2 separate regions of the Salmo salar genome follow, and region 2 is linked to region 1. Evidence: chromatin contacts called from public Hi-C data. All regions are on one chromosome and are shown on one strand. Each heading gives the region's core, a stretch centred on a gene start, on an enhancer-like site or on the middle of the called end of the contact. The rest is flanking DNA. Distances are from core to core; before and after follow the strand shown. Region 1 holds the start of pcgf1 (polycomb group ring finger 1). Region 2 holds the start of npm1b (nucleophosmin 1b).

Evidence for each region. A called contact is a pair of places that touch in the nucleus more often than the background predicts.
Region 2: a Hi-C map of muscle shows a contact between it and region 1, with 5 times the contacts expected there. The contact joins the promoter of npm1b here to the promoter of pcgf1 in region 1. A contact is called at or near these places in 3 of 3 Hi-C or Micro-C datasets (blood, gill and muscle).

The regions. Positions count from the first base shown.
Region 1 is chrssa05:30,402,489-30,409,245 of Ssal_v3.1, reverse strand. It overlaps pcgf1 (polycomb group ring finger 1), which reads left to right and starts at 3,658. Exons shown (of 9, transcript XM_014199354.2): 1 at 3,658-3,806; 2 at 4,599-4,707; 3 at 6,066-6,218; 4 at 6,513-6,584; 5 at 6,671-6,757. The coding sequence starts at 3,720.
Region 2 is chrssa05:30,543,744-30,550,500 of Ssal_v3.1, reverse strand. It overlaps npm1b (nucleophosmin 1b), which reads left to right and starts at 2,630. Exons shown (of 11, transcript XM_014199388.2): 1 at 2,630-2,744; 2 at 3,056-3,138; 3 at 3,881-4,000; 4 at 5,760-5,853; 5 at 5,982-6,073. The coding sequence starts at 2,693.

The DNA of each region.
Region 1 (6,757 bases), core at 2,409-4,908:
TTTGTCTATAAACCTATTTATTATCTATTACTTCCTGCTATGCAAATTGTTGGGTGACATGTTTTACACGGTCCACTTATATGGATGGTGTTTCATCTTTGGACCTCTCCGTCTTGCCTGGCAGGTGTTTGAATCAGATAAACTCATAATTTCAAATAAAAGGGCTGAGAAGTCAAGCGGATTTACAGACTGTCCAAGAAAAAAAGGGCCCCATTGTCCATGTCCTATGTGAGGTAATGAGAATAAATGAAAGGCTCAGTGCGCCCTCTCTGACATATCTCTCTCTCTCTTTCCCATCCCTCTCTCTCCTGGCTGACGTGTTTTGCCATACTGTGATCTCCTGTCTCCGGGCCCTCAGGTAATTTGGATATTGCATGGAGTCAAAAGCCCTGTCAATCAGATAAGCACTGACCTAGCAGGCCTTATAGATAAGACATTACACAGCAAGAGGGAACGGCAGACAGTGGGGACACAAGGCCGACTATAAAGGCTCAGTGAAGCGAGGCTGATCACGACGGCTTTTCAACCACATAGGGCTGCCAAGAATGAAGTATCGCTTGTCCTCTTCTTGCCATCTCCCAATTTAGATTGACTGGATCAAATCTGGATCTGGTGGATACTTGTCTTTCCTTTTCAGGTCCAGAACACAGTTTAGACAGGTATCTCTGTTATATGATGTGAGTGGGCCTCTGCAAATAAAATACAATTGTATTTGTCACATGTGCCAAATACAACAGGTGTACTTAACCTTGAAATTCTTGCTTACGAACCCTTCCCAACGATGCAGTTAAAAAAAATCTAATAGTAACACAAAAGGAATAAAATACACAATAACAGAGCTATATATTTTATTCCTCTTGTGTGACTATTTTGTATGTCTTACTCTGCATCGTAAAATTCTAACTTTAGAAGCTTTTTTAAACCTTCAGTAAAATTCTTCTGTAAACGTGAAACGTGTTATGTGTAAATCATGTACATCTTTCCAGAATCAATTGAATGCACCTATTAGTCCTACAGTTTTTTGACATTGCACCAAATGGGGTTCAAAAAACACTCCATGCGTATATTCCATTGGCTTACCAAACAACAACGTGCTTTACCATGGAGTGGGAGACAATGTGCTACATATTTTGAATGAGTGCGACATTGACAAATTACAAAGGGTGAGACAACATGAGCTTTTGTTCAAGACAACATAACATTTGGGTGGTGCACAGATAGAAAGCCACTGGGGGATTTCACTACAAATTCTAAATAAACGTTCAAGACAGCCCAGAGCACTTTCCATCAATGAAGGAGCGACTCAAAAGTTAACTTACATAATTTTCTTTTTTATAGATGCTACTTCTCTGAAACTTGTCACAGCAAACCTGTGCTCAAAGCGACCATACAATATCATTCCATATGGTACAAATGACATATTTTAAAAGGCAATATGTAGTGGTGATCTCTAAAGATTCACCTAAGGGAAAATTGGTTAAATTTATGGACATAATTGCAGGGGCGGAAATCCCGGGGGGGACACGACCCCCCCATCCTGGGAAAAATATGATTTGTCCCCCCCAATATATCACTGAAACATAACTATGTAATTTAAATAATATTAATAATACGTAATGAAAGCAATTGTGCTGATTATAGACACTTAATAGCGCGTTTTTAAGTTTCAAAAGATTGCAACCCCCCCGCCCTTTGCCTCACAATGGTTTGATCCACTGCCAGTTCCTTAGCTTGCTACGTAACTGCCTTGAGGTTCATCCAGTCAATCGCGCACACACACACTAGCTGAATATGCAGAGCTAGCGCGAAAATATTAACTATTAAGCTAGCTAGTACCTATTGCATTTATGTGGCGTCATCAAAGATGGAATCAGCATGCAGATGATGTAAGTTAGTGCTTCAAAGTCCCTGTGATAAGGTTAGCGATAAACTGAAGTCCAAACTGAACAGAACTACACTCTCTTCTACCATTGTCTTAAATATATTTAATGGTCTCGTTGCAAAAGCTAAATTGTCGCAAGGGAACTTTTATTTATTTATTTATTTTATTTCACCTTTATTTAACCCGGGTAGCAAAGATTATAGCAAACACCACTGAAACTGAATTGGTGCTCGCTAGCTTTGCAAATTCAGCTATTGTTGGAAGCCAGCCAATATGAAACAAACTATTAAAATTACAAAAGGTTGCAGCATATGTTGTGTAAATGGTGAACTCATACAGCTGTCAACTCTTGTCATTTGAATCCGTTTCACATTTGCTAGCTACCTTTTAGATCGAAGCCCATATAGAATGATTGAAGATGATAGAAGCCCATCTCCTACTGTAAATAACCTACACACTGTGTGTGTAGCCAGCCAGCCAGGTAGAAAAATGGCAGAAAAATAAGACGGACATCAGAGTATTTTTCAATACACCAAAACGCATAGTAAGAACCCTAGTAGCCTAATATCTCAAAGACTAGTTGATAAAATGTTCATAAGAAAGAAATACAATTTTAATGGAAATTTTTCACAATGATGTCATTAGGCAGAGCAGGCAACAGATGGCACACAGACAGCAGAGCTGGGGAAAGATAGGCAGGGACAGGGAGTCTCAGGTAAGTTTGTTGAGTCTTTGTTTGGCAACATTATGAAAGGTTCTCAATTTTTTTGACTCGTAAAATAGGAACATAATTGGAAAATGCCATGGATACCCCCACTCGCAACTTAAACTGGTGACTGAACTAAGATTTGTTAAAGGCAATGGTATTGCTGTTGTGATTAGTTGTGTAGTTTTGGGTACCAGTAGTTAGGAGTACAGCAAACACCTTATTTCTTTGGTTCCTCAATATACATTTACCATATTACAATGTAGGCTATGTGTTACAGCAGCACTTTTGGTGTCCCCCTCAGGAATTGCTCTTGAGAAAATTTCATGTAATTGTCCCCTCCAAAGTGGATATCAGATTTTCGCCCCTGCATAATTGATATAGTTTTATTACTATGACTGTCGTCACTGAGAACACCATTTCTTTTAAATATGTCACACAGTGTAGCTTACCCCTGTGGATGAGTAGCCTATGCTCTATAACCGTAGTGGTGATTGCAATCTCCAAACTAAGATATTGGCCAACAACTAACGTGAAAAACTATTTATATGGACAATTTCTACCCAATAAATGTTGCTGTTGTCTAACAATATTGAGTCGTATGCTTCCAGTGCCATCTACTGACAAGAGACAGGTAGCACAGAGCCTACCATACAAGGCTATTCAAAAACGTTTCTGTGTGTGAGCCCAACAGTGAGCCATATGGCTCGTATGGCATAGAAGGTGCTAGTGCTGTCACTATTAGGCCAACTTAATTTCTCCATGCAAATATAATTTATTATTTTAAGTAGTATAGCTTTGTCCTACACGCAGCGTACAACCCATCATGAGAAGCTGTATGCTAAGAAATGCAAGCTGAGTAACAGGACTCACCGTTCTGTAATTTGTGTTCTGCTTTTAGTTTAGTATTTTTCGAGGTGTTATTCATTAAAATATTTAACACATAAAAACGTCACTGACGTTTGATGGTGAGTTTTGAGTAGGTAGCGAGTGAGAAAACAAAATAGGAAGCGAGTGAAGGATTAGAGGGCAGGACACGATGAAAGATGATTGAAATTCAGCCACAGAACGGACTTGGAGCATGCTCTTCAACACACTCCTTCCACCCGGAAATACGAATAATTCCCAAAGATGGCGGAGCAAGGGCCAATGGCGATAGCTATGCGGCTAAGAAATCAACTCCAGTCCGTATATAAGCTCGACCCGTTACGAAATGAGGTAGGTACCAATTAATTTTGGACTCTATAGACCAGTGAGAATTGTTTGAGTTGATCAGGGCTGGATCTAGCCGCATAACTAGTTACGACGAGGAAAGGCAGCAATGCGAGCGCTTTCTCCCGTCCCTAAGTGATGGAGAGAGAGCTGCCTACCATGTGTGCGCAGGCGTGTGTGGAAGAAGTCCACCCGTGTTGTTGTTCTGGGCAGCTAATGCAGGTAATTCGTGCAAATGTGTACCGTTCAAACTACCCATTTCCCCCCGGTTTACACCAGAAACGCGGTGCATTGTTTGTTAAAATACTAATGTGCGTTTTGCATGGTTAAAATATTTTGACAGTGATGTTTTAGTTCTTACACTTATTAACTAGTAGCAGCTAATTGTGTTCGCTAGGCTAGATAGCTTCTCGTGACGGGCTTGTCAAACCTTGCTTGTAAAGTGACTTACCTGTGTCCAATATTTGCAATTCCGTGTGTAGCGTACTGGGTTGCTAACTATAACTTTATAAAGATATGTGTGTAAATGTAATGCTACACTGTTACTTGCCATTGTGTTAGCAATCATACCTAGGTACAACGTTGCAACCACCTGACACACCCACCTGCTCAAAGTAGTGGAAAAGAGCACGCGCAATCGAGTTATTTGAATGAACTCACCAGGCTCCTCTAGAATATCATCATTCTGCTATTTATATATATATATTTTTAACTTTTACACCAAGTAGCAACAATGTAACGAAACTGCAATGGGATACTTTATATTCTTGAGATTTCAATAGCAACTTCATATTGTTGCAGGAGGAAGTGAAGTTGAAGATCAAAGACCTGAACGAGCACATAGTGTGCTATCTCTGTGCTGGGTACTTCATCGATGCCACAACTATTACCGAGTGTCTGCATACATGTAAGTGGGCCTAGCCTGTGTTTTCTATGTTTTGGCTCTTATGACGTTACCTCTCTGAGGAAATAGGCTAACTTTTACTGCATGTGAATGTGTACAAATCAAAGTTTGTTGGTCTCGTACACAGATTTACAAGTGCAGCGAAATACTTGTTTCTAGCTTCAAAAGTGCAGTAATGCACTATATATACGAAAGTATGTGGACACCCTTCAAATGAGTAGATTCGGTAATTTCAGTCACAACTGTTGCTGACAGGTGTATAAAATCGAGCACACCGCCGTGCAATCTCCGAAGACAAACATTGGCAGTAGAATGGCCTACTGAAGAGCTCAGTGACTTTCAACATGGCACGGTCTTAGGATGCCACCTTTCCAACAAGTCAGTTCATCAAATTTCTGCCGGGCTAGAGCTGCTATGGTCAACTATAAGTGCTGTTATTGTGAAGTGGAAGTGTCTAGGAGCAACAACGAGTCAGCCATGAAGTGGTAGGCCACACAAACTTACAGAATGGGGTCGCCAAGTGCTGTAGTGTGTGAAAATCGTCTGTCCTCAGTTGCAACACTCACTACCGAGTTCCAAACTGCCTCTGGACCATCAGCCCAAGAACTGTTCGTCGGGAGCTTCATGTAAAATGGGCTTCCATGGCCGAGCAGCTGCACACAAGTCTAAGATCACCATGCGCAATGCCAAGTGTCAGCTGGAGTGGTGTAAAGCTTGCCCCCATTGGACTCTGGAGCAGTGGAAACGCATTCTCTGGAGTGATGAATGAAGCTTCACCATCTGGCAGTCCGACAGACAAATCTGTGTTTGGCGGATGCCAGGAGAACGCTACTTGCTCAAATGCATAGTGACAACTGTAAAGTTTGGAGGGGGAATAATGGTCTGGGGTTGTTTTTCATGATTTGGGCTAGGCCCCTTAGTTTCATTGAAGGGAAATCTTAACACTACAGCATACAATGACATTCTACACTTCCTACTTTGTGGCAAGTTGGAGGAAGGCCCTTTCCTTTTAAAGGTTGAATTGGAATGCCAACTGTGAGCCAGGCCTAATCGCCCAACATCAGTGCCCAACCTCACTAATGCTCATGTGGCTGAATGGAAGTCCCTGCAGCAATGTTCTAACGTCTAGTGGAAAGCCTTCCCAGAAGAGTGGAGGCTGTTATAGCAGCAAATGTGGGACCAACTCCATATTAATGCCCATGATCTTGGAATGAAATGTTTGATGAGCAGGTGTCCACATACTTTGTCATGTAGTGTACATGGTAATAAAACAAGTTTGTATAGTGCATTTTAATGTTATTATAAAGAATATCCTTTTTCAGGGACTGTAATGGCCAATGTCTCTTCTGCTTCTATTTCAGTCTGTAAAAGTTGTATCGTGAAATACCTCCAAACCAGCAAGTATTGTCCAATGTGCAACATAAAGATTCATGAAACCCAGCCTTTATTGAACCTGAAATTGGATCGAGTGATGCAAGACATTGTCTACAAACTGGTTCCAGGACTTCAAGAAAGTAAGTACATTGAAATTCATACAATAATACTTGTTCTGATTTTTGTTACATAGTACTTTAATGGTTTTATTTTGTTTCTCCTGTTTACTTAGAAAAAAAGCTCTTAACTCCTAATCATTTAATTTGTAAAGTTCTCATGCAATGACAACTAGTGTAACAGCGTTACTTAAACACCTGCGTCAAATACATTATCAATTTAGCGTGGGTTGATAAAAAAAAAAAAGTTTTTTTTTTAAATTTATTTTTTACATGGTAGTGTATGTAAGGTCCTTATTTTCTGTTCTTTGTAAACAGGTGAAGACAAGAGAATAAAGGAATTCTATCAGTCGCGTGGGCTTGAGAGAGTTATCCAACCGTCTGGGGAAGGTAGGCCTTTAGATTTTCATTTGATTGTTCATGTTTTGTGAATCTACAGCTTGTACTTTTACATGGTATCTGTGTGTCACCCCTAGACTCCATACCAGATACAGGATTACCTTTTACCAGCTTTGACCATTCCAAGGCCCACTTCTACAGATACGACGAGCAGGTCTCGCTTT
Region 2 (6,757 bases), core at 1,381-3,880, 140 kb before region 1:
AAGCGTGTTGTTGTCACCAAACCAGAGACATTCTGCTGGGAGAAATAAGTAGCATTAACTTTCAGTGTTTTTAACACACAAAGACAAGCTAGTATTGTATGATATTTCACATCAAGTGGAATCTGACCTGTGGAATGGCGGAGTCGCCTTGTCGTAGTGACAGTAGTCTTTGTGGCATCAGTCCAGAGCTACCTGATCGTGGTGACTCTCATGATTCAGAGGGCGCCTGGAAGAAAAGTGTTGATTGAGTGCATGGGCCATGTATCACCTGCACAAAGGGCTCTTGAGACAAGCCAGAGCAGACTTTGCTACACAAACAAGACTTCAAACCCCAGGCTCTTTCACACATGCATGAAACACCGCCATTCCTTCTGGATGTATGATAATACGGGCATCTCTTTGAGTTAAGCTATATGTTTGATACGGGTCAGTCACCTTTAATGTGTGCTCTGTTTCTATTGAGTCGTAGCATAAATGCTTTTCACCTTGAACCTGCATAAGGTTGCGACACTAAATCTCTTTTAAAAGAGGACAGCTGACAAACCAACAATAAACACTTAATTGATGTAGAAGACACAAGCATTTCAAATCCTTTATAGGAATGAAGATACATTAGATAATGTGACGCCCAAAAATTGCTCCTGTTCTTTTGACCCACTGCAACACTTTAAGTTAGGTTGGTCTTGTACCTAGTAGAGACATTATTTTTTTGCACAACACTGAATTAACATGTTGTAGATAGTATTATTGTTTTTGCACAGCAAGTGGTTTATGTAGTTGGAGAAATAGGGACAGTTCCTTATGTCAAACACTACTCCAATACTGTGCACGGACAAAAGTAGCAATGTTATGTAGTACATCAAATAAAATTGTATTTGTCACATGCGCCGAACACAACAGTTGTAGACCTTACCATGAAATGCTTACTTACTAGCTCTTAACCAACAATGCAGGGTAAGAAAATATTTGCTAAATAAACGAAGCAAAAAAAAAGTTACACAATAAGATAACAATAATGAGGCTATATACGGGGGCTACCGGTACCGAGTCAATGTGCAGGGGTACGGGTTAGTCGAGGTAATTGAGGTCATATGTACTTGTAGGTAGGGGTAAAGTGACTGCATAGATAATAAACAGCGAGTAGCAGCAGTGTAAACTGTTCAGCAGTCTTATGGCTTGGAGGTTGAAGCTGTTAAGAAACCTCTTGGACCTAGACTTGGCGCTCCGGTACCGCTAGCCGTGTGGTAGCAGAGAGAACAGTCTATGACTTGGGTGGCTGGAGTTCTTGATAATCTTTAGGGCCTTCCTCTGACACCACCTGGTTTAGAGGTCCTGGATGGCAGGAAGCTTGGCCCCAGTGATGTACTGGGCCGTACGCGCTACCCCCTGTAGCACCTTGTGGTTGGAAACCGAGCTGCTGCCATATGAGGCGGTGATGCAACCAGTCAGGATCCTCTCGATGGTGCAGCTGTAAAACATTTGGAGGATCTGGGGACCCATGCCAAATCTCCTGAGGGAGAATAGGCATTGTCGTGCCCTCTTCACGACTGCCTCGGTGTGTTTGGACCATGATAGTTTGTTTTTGATGGGGACACCAAGGAACTTGAAGCTCTCGACCTGCTCCACTACAGCCCCATCAATGTGAATTGGGGAACGCTCAGCCCTCCTTTTCCTATAGTCCACGATCAGCTAATTTGTCTTGTTCACGTTGATGGACAGCTCCTCTCTATAGGCTGTCTCATCATTGTTGGTGATCAGTGTGGCTCAGTTGGTAGAGCATGGTGTTTGCAACGCCAGGGTTGTGGGTTTGATTCCCACAGGGGACCAGTATGGGAAAAAAAACAATTGTATGAAATGTATGAATTCACTACTGTAAGTCGCTCTGGATAAGAGCGTCTACTAAATGACTAAAATGTAAAAATCAGGCCTACCACTGGGGTGTCGTCTGCAAACTTAATGATGGTGTTGGAGTTGTGCTCAGCCACGCAGTTGTGGGTGAACAGGGAGTGCAGGAGGGGACTAAGCCCCCCTGAGGGACCCCATGTTGACGATCAGCGTGGCAGATGTGTTTTTGCTTACCCTTACCACCTGGCGGTGACCTGTCAGGAAGTCTAAGATACAGTTGCAGAGGTAGGTGTTTAGTCCCAGGATCCTTAGCTTAGTTATGAGCTTTGAGGGCACTATGGTGTTGAACGCTGAACTGTAGTCAATCACCAGAATTCTCACGTAGGTGTTCCTTTTGTCCAGGTAGGAAAGGGCAGTGTGGAGTGCAATAGAGATTGCGTCATCTGTGGGACGGTATGCGAATTGGAGTGTGTCTAGGGTTTCTGGGATGATGGTGTTGATGTGAGCCATGACCAGCCTTTCAAAACACTTCAGGGCTACAGATGTACAGTGTTACTACACAGGTATAAAAGCAATATTAATGGCAAGTGTTACACACCATTACAAAACAGTAATATCATACTACAGTAGATTTTCAAATCTCAAGTATCACAGGATTATTTATAGTTCCTTTGCATTGTCTCCATCTGGTGGACGCAAACCATAGTGGGGTTCCCCCTTTTTGTCCCACCCAGGCTTTGATTCGATTGGACGAATATGATTTCCACAACTTCCTTTTAGCTATCCCATTGGCTTACTGAGCGGTCACTTGCCTTTACGGAACAGAACAATAACATTCAGGGGGAAAATGGCGGAGAATAGCGTCCCAGATTTAACCAGACCTCAAATGTATTTATTTGGTGAGCACGTCTGTACTGCCAAGATTAATTTTAATGCACAGTTAGTAGTAGCAGACATTTGTACTTTGTTACATAGCTATAACTCCCAAACACACCAAATGTCTATATTAAGCTAGCAATGCATATGAGCTTCTCGCGCCAATTCAGCAATACCCTCTTTTGTTTGCGAGTTAGCTAGCTAGCAAGCTAGCAGACTAGCTAGCAAGCTAGCTTAATTTGTTATCAATGATACTGTTAAATTTCTGTTTTCAATGTAGAATGTCAACAGCTATTTGCTTAGAGTTTGCTAACCTGTGTGTTGTGAACATCAGGTTGTGCACTCAAATCGGACAAAAAGGAGTTCAAAGTCGAGGTGGAGGACGATGATGCGGATCATCAGCTGTCACTCAAAGCAGTAAGATTATGATGCCAGTTCTGAGATCGGGTTTCCATTACAGAATATCATATTGTAGCTAGCTAGCTACTTGGCCAACATTTCATCATGGCGTTTTAAAACAATAAAAATGTATTAGTTCGTGACAACTGATGCATTCCACTATGCTACAACTACTGTGAGTTAATTTAATTTTAATAATTCAGTTAGCTGTATGTTCTTAAATATTCTTCATCAAGTCCATTTATTTTTACACTTTGTGCAGTATATTTATCTTTGCACCTGTGCAGACTGGCACCTGTTAAAGAATGTCTTTTGACAAATACAATGAAAACTTGTATTTTATGTAATGGAATATCTAGTCTCTATTTCACCTGTTTCCCTTTTGTTTCATTACTTTTGGAAAATATCAGAAATCCCTTTGTACCAGTACACCACAATACCAAGTTCACCTTTGTCAACATAATGAGTAGAGATTTCTACTAGTCACAGTTCTTTGATGTGTATTTAAAGGAATAACATATTCATCAACAGACAACGTTTTTATTTGTTTTCTGCTCCTTTTCCTAGCTTTCCAAATGACCCCGTTCCTATCCTCTAAATAGATATCCTCATTGTAACATTCTTTCAGTCACTCTCCCTATTTGCCACCAAGCAAAGATGATGATTGACAGACAAATGAGGGAGACTAGAGGGTGTTGGCGTGTTCCAACATGGAAAAACATACAATATCATATCTGTAAAACAGCTGTTGGTGTTGCAGGTGTGCCTGGGTGCGGAGGCCGAGGATAAGTTTCACACGGTGGAGATCGAGGGTGTCACATACGACGGAAAGACCACCAAAATTCCACTGGCTGTGCTGAAGCCGTCCGTGCTGCCCTCTGTGAGTGTTTTAGAATGATGAATCGCCCTTGTTCGTGCTCTTACTCACCTTAAGCTTTAGGAATGTTCTTTTAACCCTGTCCCTTATTCCACTTTTGTAATAGTGAAAAACACTCCACTCCATTACCATGCAATTACTCAAATAACGTGTTGTTACTGTAGTAATTACAGTGTTACTACACAGGTCTACACAGATGCTACAGGTATTTTTGGCCATGACCCAAGTCACAACACTGGGCTGGATTCAATGAACCACACAACCTATTACTATCTTTCCTCACGCTACATTTGTGGCTATAGAGACAGCGACCTACGCTTGTTATTTTGTAAATATTTTCTTAACTCTATTTCTTGAACTGGATTGTTAGTTAAGGGCTTAAGCATTTCACGGTAAGGTCTACACCTGTTGTATTCGGCGCATGTGATTTGATTATGGCAAGGCCATGCCAGTGAGGGGCTAATTCTCCATGATGTCAGGCCTGGTCTCTCCTAAAGCAAGGATGGGCAACTTTGATGGGGGTGGGGGCCACAACAAAATCTGAACTCATGTTGGGTCTCAGTGGCTTGGGGGTCTATGTACCCACATCTATACCCACACATGCAGTCAGAGCCAGCCCTAGCCTTTTGGGGACCTAAGTGACATTTTTTGGGGGAGCCCACCAAAACAATTTATAATAATAAAATATTGCCGTTTTAAAGCAAGTTTTCTGTAATTCTACACATTTTAACATAGGGCGGAGAGAAGATATAGCTATTTTATAACTAACTTCATACATTTCTACAAATTTTTCCATGGAGTGGAGAGAAAAATGTGCAGTTTTACAGCTAATTTCCTGTAATTCTACACATTTTTCCATAGGGTGGAGAGAAATCTTTGCAGTTTTTAAAATGATATCTGAGTGAGAGTGAATAACAAAATCAATGAGGGGCCCCCAGCTAGACTAACTTACCAATAAATAAAAAATGCTCTGTGACTGACACAAGATAAAAAGTGATGCACAACCACATTTCAAAATTGCAGCTTGTGTATTCTACTATTCTAACTCTCAGCAGTAAGTTGAGACCCTGACTGAATTCCCCAAAAACATTTTGTTTTTGGGGGGGATTGATCCACGATCCTAAAAAAAGGCTGCTAGTCGCCCATCCCTGTCCTAAAGTAATCCAGTTTCTGCATATTAAATGGGAAAAATTTGACTGCCGCCCTGATCAAGAGGTCCAGAGAACACTGTCGCCGTTTCTGACTTCTATTGTTGTAACATGCTTGGCTTGTTGGCTGCTGCTTGGCTTGTGTGTGTTTTGGTTCTGGTTCAGGCTTGAAAACACTAGCTGTGAGTGGATAATTGTGTTACTTTATGGAAGTTATCACTACCTGAACACTTCAACAGTAGTTACTCTAATACCTACACCTGTGTTTTGTTTGGTTACCATCACCACCAGAACAATGGCCTGGCACTTAGGAATTCACATTCACAACAGGCTGCACCCACAACTTTTATATTTAACAAGCAGATACAAGTGAATAGATGTTTTGATTTTAATATGGTAATACATTAATAGATCATTTGATAAGACCCTTTTGCTAGCAGATCCATGGGATTCCTTCCCCCCCATGGGGAAAAAGCAAGTTGAATTTACATTCTCTAATGTCATTTGTGACGTTGTACTTCTACGTTTGATAGTTTCAACTGCTCATAAATGTGAAACAATTAAAAATATTTATCCTTTTATTCCTAATTGTAATGCTCTCCCCTGTTTGGCAGGTGAGTTTAGGAGGGTTTGAGATCACCCCTCCAGTAACCTTCCGTCTCCAGTCTGGCTGTGGACCAGTGTACATCAGTGGACAGCATTTTGTCAGTGAGTGACTCTTTATTTGCTGTCTGCTGGTTTAGTTGTTTGTATACTCTCTTCGGGCTTGATATAAGGTGACATTTTGACAGTACAAGACATCAGCGCTGAATGTGTAACCTAATCTCAAATTGTAGGTGTGAAGGACTCTGATGAGGAAGAGGAGGAAAACAACACATCACCTGTGAAGAGGCTGTCAAGCTTGACCTCAGGGAAGCGTCCTGCCCCGGTATGTTCCTCCTGCTGTTTTAACTCATGCAACAGGCACATAATGGGAGAAACATTATACAATATATTGTATTGTATTCAACTGCATACATACCATATTCCTCATCATGCCTTGTTAACCTCTCTGGGACATGTGGGACGCTATCGCTCAGCCATCAAAGCAAGCTATACAGTTACCCGCCAAGTTCTGGAGTCAACAAAACTCAGAAATAGTATTATAACTCTTCACTTACCTTTGCTGATCTTCGTCGGAATGCACTCCCAGGACTTCCACTTCCACAAGAAATGTTTGTTTTGTTCGATAAACTCCATATTTATGTCCAAATACCTCCGTTTTGTTCGCACGTTCAGATCACTATTCCAAAGGCATAATGCGTGAGCGCAAAACCCGAGATGGAAAGTCAAAAAGTTCCATTACCGTTCGTAGAAACATGTCAAACGATGTTTACAATCAATCCTTAGGGTCTTTTTAACATAAATCTTCGATAATATTCCAACCGGACAATAGCGTATTCATTACAGAGGAAAAAGAAGGAACGGTGCGCCTGTGTGCCTGCGCGGTAAACAACTCATTGGTCCCAGGCTTGAGACAGCTCTTGTTCTCTCCCCAGTAACAGTAGAAGCATGAAACAAGGTTCTAAAGACTGTTGACATCTAGTGGAAGCCTTAGGAAGTGCAAAATGAC